Regions from separate parts of the Mus musculus genome. Here region 2 is linked to region 1. A link is a contact called in public HiChIP or PLAC-seq data. All regions are on one chromosome and are shown on one strand. Each heading gives the region's core, a stretch centred on a gene start, on an enhancer-like site or on the middle of the called end of the contact. The rest is flanking DNA. Distances are from core to core; before and after follow the strand shown.

Region 1 (3,933 bases), core at 1,409-3,908:
TATGGGATCACAAACCCTTTCAGCTCCTTCATTCCTTCCCCTAACTCCTCCATTGGGGTCCCCATTCTCAATCTAATGGTTGACTGCAAGCATCTGCATCTATATTGGTAAGGCTCTGGCAGAGCCTTTCAGGAGACAGCCATATCAGGCTCCTTTCAGCAAGCACTTCTTGGCATCAGCAATAGTGACTGGGTTTGGTGGCTGCATATGGGTATGGAGGACATTTATGAATTTTCCAAGAACTTCTCCTCTGGAATGATGAGGTGGAGGAGATAGTGACCAACAATAGGATCTGGCAAAATAAGAATAGTTGACGTTGGGGTTGCATCAGCAGAAGAATCACTCAACTATGGATTCAGCAGAGTGATACCCTGAAGCTCAGGCATCTGGTGGGACTCAGCTCTATGATGTTTGACCACGTTGAGTTTGATGTCCCTACTGGTTCTGGGGTAGACTGGTACGCTGGGTACTTGTGTTGTGTGGAAGAGATGCACCAGTCCCTTCAAATCATTGGACTGTGTCTGAGGAAGATGCCTCTGGGCGAGATCAAGGTTGATGATGCCAATGTGTCTCCACCTAAAGGAGCAGAAATGAAGACTTCCACGGAAGTCTTTCACTAATTTATAACTTTAGGCTGTATACTGAGGGCTACCAAGATCCTCCAGGAGCCACATATACTGTCACTGAAGCTCCTAAGGAAGAGCTTAGGGTATACTTTATATCTAATGGCAGCAGCTGCCCTTATTGGTGTAAGAGCAAAGCTCCTGATTTTACCCATTTGACTGGTTTGGACAAGATGTCTAAGGGACACATATTAGTAGATATCATAGCCATCACAGGTACCCAAAACATTGGGTTTGGAGAGCTGGACCCATAAGCAAAAGCCCCACCTTTGATCTCTCTTGCCTGTCAGCTTCCTCTTACAGGCCTGTCCCTCATGGAAGATGGCTAAGCAAGTACAGGATCTCTGTGCATGTTCTAGAATTAGCCATCTTCCCCACACATGCACAAAAAAGAAAGAAAATGGTTTAGCAGTGTCAAGGTAGGCTTTTTTTTTTAAATATTCAAATAGACCATTTTCTTTTTATAGTTCCAGGATCTAAATACTGAATATTCATCGAGAAAGCTAACAGAGCAGCCTATTCTTTTTTATGTTGTTTCCTACTCAATCTCATTGTGATACTTATAACTATGCTAAATGACAATGACACTTTGATTTTTCTTGTCTTTTTGTCTCACTCCCTTGAATGGAATAAAATGGATTCCCCTAAGCTAATGGCTACATGACAAATTTCCTATGGCATTTTTGTTTGTTTGTTTGTTTGTTTTGTTGTGGTTTTTTTTTTGTCTTTACAAAGATAGCATGTTTCAGCTGTAAAGCCCCACTGAAAAAAATGTAAAGTATAACTGAAGGATCTTAAATAATATCTAAACAGTCATGTCTCAGAGGTACTAAGTAAATGCTGACACAAAGAGAGAGACAGCTTCATTCCTGCATTGTGGTCACAATGTGTCTCTGACCCTGAGCTCTGAATCTGAGGCTACCTTGGTCTACAGAGCAAGTTCCAGAATGGCCAGGGCTATACAGAGAAACCCTGTCTTGAAAGAACCAAATAAATAAAGTTTGTCATACAGTAGAATTAGACAATGGACCACTAGAACACAATAGAAATGTTATTGTTGAATTTATTACAAATACATGTACATCACACATTTAAAATAAAATAGCTTGAAAGCATGTGTTTGTAAATGGCCTTTAATTTTCCTTTCCCCAAAGCCTAAACATCCATATAAAACCTTGGATAGAACTTGATTATCTGATCATTTATAACCATTAACAGGCAAGGAGTCTAAATTTCTTTTGCCATAAGTACAATTAGGGTCAAATAGTAAATAAGGCTAGGCAATAGGATGATAAATGTGTGTGAAGCTTGTAATTTAAATTATTTCATTGTAGTTTATCTAGAAGAATAATTTCTGATGGAGTATTTGTACCTGTAGGTCAGTGTTAGCTTGCCCATAAGCGAGATTAGGAAACCATGGTGTATAGACAAAGCATTCTTAGACTCAGGCCTAGGCTCAAATCTTTCATTCCTGAATACTCTCTTAAAGAATGGGAACACTCACTTTTGTGATGCTTAAAAGAATGAAGCCACTGATCAATGCTTTTACTCCCAGCAAGGACACTATCTTCTCAGGTGCTAATGAGTTCTCCCATATTATATTTGCAGATTGGCCTCTGCAGGTTAGGAACTCATCATTGCTGAGGGAATTAATTCTATCTCTAAAGATGCCTGATTACCAGAAAGCTCTGGAGGTATTTCTCTTGGAATTTAAGCACAGTGTATCACAAGCAGATACACTCTTTGCAGTGCCAAACTTGGGGTTTGTTATTTTCAATATAATTTATAATTATTTCAAGGCAAAATAGATCCTGGGGATGCTTTCCATTTGAGCAATATTTCCTTGTAACGTTTCTTACCAGTGTGCCTTCGACAGATAGATGCCTTTGCCGATTATGTCTGCTATTACCTCATTAATGAATATGAATGTGTGGCTCTCCCATTTCCTTTCATGGCGAGCACATCTGGTACTCATAAACACTGCTGGACCCATCCACAAAGAGGGGTAGTTCATGAAGCTTCTTGAATGCGCCCGGTGCTGGCGAGAGCAGCTTGGCTTGCTCTGAATGCTTCGCTTCACACCCTCCATACTGTGCGAGTGTGTGAAGCCACACACTTCTTTCTGACAGTCTGTGCTTCCTTGGTACCCAGGCTAACATCAAAGGTCGTCTTCTATCTTCTGGGTGCACCAGTTGCATCCCAGAGTATCTCCTAAGCCTGATGTTTTCGCGGTTCTGCAAATCAATAGGGCCATCTGCCCCGCTGGAAGTGGCTTTGCCATCTGGCTTGGAGAAATTGGGTCAGAGCTTACTGCTTCAAAGTAAACAGTTAGTAAATCTTCCCTCCGCGGAAGCACAATATACAATCATAAAGAGATCATCTTTGAAAGCTAGAATTACCCCTTTTTTGTATGACCCTCACCTAAGTTACCTATGTTTGCTGACCAGGAAAGCAATAGTCTTCTGTCATTATGGGAAACCTAAGTACGTGCCATGTGTTTTCTCTTCATTGTCTTTGGCACTCATAGGAACCACGTGTAAGGTTGTTTCCTGACTTAACTGTAGTAAGAACTGTTTAAGCTTATGCCCGACTAGCTTACAAATAAATGAGACTCAGACTACAGCTATTTTCTTTGGCTTTGACAACTCCTGGGGGTCACCCATAATCTACTCTTCTGACTGCAGGCTTGGCTACCTCCCCAGCGGTGTACCCCAGACATTTGCTCTTTCTCCTGGCCACATGTTGATGGCTCCTCTCTCCTCATGACAGCTTCCTCCTCCATGCCCGTTTTCCTCTTTATTCTGGGCTTCTCCTCCACCAGCAAGGTCACTCCTAATCCATCTACCTCCAATCCCTCCAGTAATTGGCTGTAGCCAATTTTTTTTAACCAAAAGTTTTAAATCAAGGAACAAGGTTTGCACAACAAAAGCTTGTAAACATGAAAAGTCATGAGTAACCCTAGACCTTTTGTCTATACATATAGCATTACAATACTTATTGCAATGTATAGCAATAGACCAAACTTCAACGCTTAACGCATATGTACCCATTCAGAGAACCTCACCATGAAGCCTGAGGATGTAATCCCAGCAGAAGCACATGCTGGGATCAACACTGCCTCACACACTAGGGCCTCATACCAGGCTCCCACGGTCCAAGTCCAGAACCTGGCTGGCTCTTTGTTGGCTTATGTGCCAATCACTGATGCTCTGGAAGGTGGTAGGTTTCTATTTTAATACTATTATCAGGGTTTTACTACAGTCAAATAACAAGCCAGCACAAATTTCAATACAGACAGTGTCTGCCCTCT
Region 2 (3,803 bases), core at 178-2,677, 130 kb after region 1:
CAAGAGGATCACAGTTTGAGGCCAACCGGAGTTACAGAGTTATTTTAGGGCCAACCTAGGCAACTTAATGAGACCCTGCCTCAAAATAAAATGAGCCTTCTGATCAGTTATCTAATTCCAAGTGGTTCTCTGTGAGAGTTCACACACATGCACGCACATACATATTAGCAGCACTGAATGGACTCAGTAGCAGATTCTATTTATATATGTATACACATATATAATAATTAAATAGGAAGAAGTCATGGACTTGAGAGAGAACGGGGTTACTATAGGAAGAATTGGAGGGGCAGAGGGGAGGTTAGAAATGACATAGAGTCAGAGACTGCCATATCCGGGGATCCATCCCATAATCAGGTTCCAAACACTGACACCATTGCATACACTAGCAAGATTTTGCTGAAAGGACCCTGATATAGCTGTCTCTTGTGAGACTATGCCAGGGCCTAGCAAACACAGAAGTGGATGCTCACAGTCAGCTATTGGATGGATCATAGGGCTCCCAATGGAGGAGCTAGAGAAAGTACCCAAGGAGCTAAAGGGATCTGCAACCCTATAGGTGGAACAACATTATGAACTAACCAGTACCCCGGAGCTCTTGACTCTAGCTGCATATGTATCAGAAGATAGCCTAGTCGGCCATCACTGGAAAGAGAGGCCCATTGGACTTGCAAACTTTATATGCCCCAGTACAGAGGAACGCCAGGGCCAAAAAGTGGGAGTGGGTGGGTAGGGGAGTGGGGGGGAGGGTATGGGGGACTTTTGGGATAGCATTGGAAATGTAAATTAGGAAAATACCTAATATATATATAAAGAAATTCTCAAATCTAAAATAAGTTCAGAAGAAAAGTAAAACAAAAAAGAGGTTGGAATATCATCCAGTGATAGAGTATTCACCTATAAGGTAGAAGCTGTGAGCCTGAGGATCATGCCATAGAATGAATAAACAAACATATAAATAGAGATGGAGATGTAGGAACATATTTGGGTTATAATAGGATCATTCAGCAGAGAAGAATTCAGCGAGGTGGGAGAGAAGGTGGAAAGGGTGAGGACCATCTCAGAAAATATCTAAGTTCTGCCTGGGTTCCAGTATATGGAAGTGTTACAGGAGCAGGGAAATTGGGCAAAGTCAAAGATATTTTATCTTGGCACATTGATGGACTGAGGGGTACTCTCTCTCTCTGAATTTCTGAAGATCAAACCTCGAGCAGCTGTTAAGCAAACAACTTGATCTTCCACCTAAGGACTTTATATAATCAATGGCAGTATTTGGAAACAGTGCCAATCAGTGTAGAGTGCCATGTATGTGTCTGAAGATGCTTCTAGGTCGAGCATCACCAGTCATGTGACTAAAGGACACGACCCTTCAGCTGCTTCTGTAAAGTGGCTGGGTATCTGGGTGTTCAGTTTCAGTGGTGTTACCTCGGTCAGATGAGCATACAGTAGCTGGTAATTGACAGCACATCTGCAGAGTCTCCTGACCTACATCTTGAAGCTCTTAAATATAAATGCAGTTTTAAAGTACTTAACGTTTACCTGAAAAATATTAGAATAATTTTCTTCATTTTTATTTAAAATTTCATTTCAAAGTTTTATTTATAAAATAGTTTTTGCAAGATACTTGTATAGTGTTCTTTGATGAACAACTAAATAAGATAAATTGAAGCTGTAGAGTTCTCAACATGTGTAGGCTAACATAAGAACAAGCCCCTCCATTGTGTCTAGTGTAGTTCCCTTGTTTCTGATAGATGAGTTTGGCTACAGTGCCTGCTTTGTTTGTGTGCAGTAGCCCAGGCTTTGGGGCCATTTCCCTTGTCCTAAATTCACTGTCAGAACTACAAGTGTGACATATTCATTGTCCCTTGAATAATGCCTGTCTAAAATCCAAGAAGCAAGGTCCTTAAAACTTTTGTGTTTCTTTTCTTATTTGTTTTACAAACTCGCTTTTGGACAACTGAACTATATAAAGGCCTTAGAAGTGGTGTAAACTTCATGTGATTTTGGAAAGTATCTATGTTGTGTGTGGGTGTAGCAAAGCTTGCCCCACATTCTCTCTTTGGTAACAATATTAATAGACACTATCCAAGTGTGTGTCTCAACTTGTAATTATTTTGTTTAAATCAAAATAAGGCCATTCTGTAGTGCATAATATTGTTTGTAATTGTATTATTCATTCTCAGAAACTTCAAACTTATTCTTTGGGGGCTAGTATCTGGAACATTAAGATGATATGATTATTAAAATCATCATGTTAAACCTACTTACACATTTTTCAAAAGATATATACTATCTAGCTTGTAAAAGCAGTAGATTGTGTTTAATTTTTATGTTTTTCTGCATGACTAAGAGAACCAAATGCGTGATGAGTGCCCAGATATCTCCTTCAATGCATTTGCTTCATGATTAAAATTAAGTTTAAGGATATTCTACGACCATTTAAGCAACAGGTGTGAGATGTAAAGAAGCCACACGTCTTCTCATAATTACGCTTTGTGCCATTGACCTCAGTGATGGGAGTCATTAATATTTCCAAACACAGCACAGGTTGTGGCAGGAAGGAAACTGGACTTTGATATCCTGGAATAAGTCTTTTTGTTTCAAGGCCTTCCTCAAGATTCTAGCAATGGGGACCAAGTCCTTCCCTGGGATGGAGAAAGGACTGTCCTTCCCTTCCTTCTTAGACATCACTCATCGCTCTGTCTTGCTTTTGTTGTGGTGCTTTTATTTATTTGAATTGTTCATAGTGTAGTTTATACTCAAAAGGATTCTGGGCATGGACAACCTTCAGGAAAGTGATGATGACATATAACTTGATGATTGAGAAGCAGCCACTCGATAAGCTGACACCCATTTTAACTTAATTTTTAACATACTGTTCAAAATAAGTGTCGTAGAGAACCGAGGCCATGTACTTCACAGTCTTCCAATTTGTTTTGTGATCTTGATGGTGTTCCTGTAACAATATCAGAATGCTTCCACCTTCTTCAGAATTATGCATTTAGTTTCTTTCTGTGTTAATTAAATTTCCTCATGGTGATAAAATGCCCTACATAAGTAACTTGGAAGGACAAGTATTCTGTGTTCAGTCCATAACCCTCTCTGCTCAGCCATTTCTGGGTATGTCATGGCAACAGGAGCACATGGCAAAGACTGCTCCCCTCAAGGCAGACTGGAAACAGAGAAAGAGAGGTTGGATCAGATGTCCCTTTAAGGGCATACCTCCAGCTATCCATCCCGTCCTACAGTCTCTACCACTACAGTGCCACCAGCTGGGGACCAAGTTGTGAACATGTGAGCAACTATAAGGCAACCATATTCAAACCACAGCAACTGCACTATAGCCCTGTCATACGAAGACACTCTGCGATGAATTGATTCAATCCTTTGTGTTTGCTAATTTATGATAATACAATTTTTTTTTCATTACAGCGATGTTTAAAAAGTCATCTATCCCTTGCCAAATTATCACCACAAGATTAGCAGTTAACGTCTGATAAAATGTGACTCTTTTTACTTGTGTCCCTTGCATCAAAGAGAATACTGTGCGAGTATACATGTATACGATAAATTATAGTGTTACAGTTATATACATGTAAATGTGTTGCATGTTAAAAGTTATTACACTCCCCTTGTCAATTGGTCTCTTTTATTAAGAAAAAATCAAATAGAAAAATGTTCTTATGGTTTGTCAGTAAAAAAAAAAAAAGAAAGGAAGATAGAAAGAAAGAAAGAAAGAAAGAAAGAAAGGAAGGAAGGAAGGAAGGAAGGAAGGAAGGAAGGAAGGAAGGAAGGAAGGAAGG

What was found. HiChIP or PLAC-seq counts read pairs in DNA pulled down with a chosen protein or histone mark.
Region 2: a contact with region 1 is called in an H3K27ac HiChIP or PLAC-seq map of oligodendrocyte precursor cells, with 6 times the contacts expected there. The contact joins two enhancer-like sites. A contact is called at or near these places in 2 of 484 Hi-C or Micro-C datasets (cerebellum and uterus) and 2 of 115 datasets of contacts at active chromatin or transcription factors (oligodendrocyte precursor cells and stem cell-derived neural progenitor cells).

What each region holds. Positions count from the first base shown.
Region 1 is chr15:91,962,648-91,966,580 of GRCm38.p6, forward strand. It overlaps the pseudogene Gm18979. Among named protein-coding and RNA genes, the nearest start is that of Cntn1, 87 kb to the right of the region's middle. Within about 2 kb of position 2,659, at least 12 of the 459 cell types and tissues checked have an H3K27ac peak or open chromatin away from gene starts, as enhancers often do. A contact at or near this core is called in oligodendrocyte precursor cells, where this site is marked.
Region 2 is chr15:92,098,199-92,102,001 of GRCm38.p6, forward strand. The region is part of intron 1 of Cntn1 (contactin 1); the gene reads left to right. Among named protein-coding and RNA genes, the nearest start is that of Cntn1, 49 kb to the left of the region's middle. Within about 2 kb of position 1,428, at least 9 of the 459 cell types and tissues checked have an H3K27ac peak or open chromatin away from gene starts, as enhancers often do. A contact at or near this core is called in oligodendrocyte precursor cells, where this site is marked.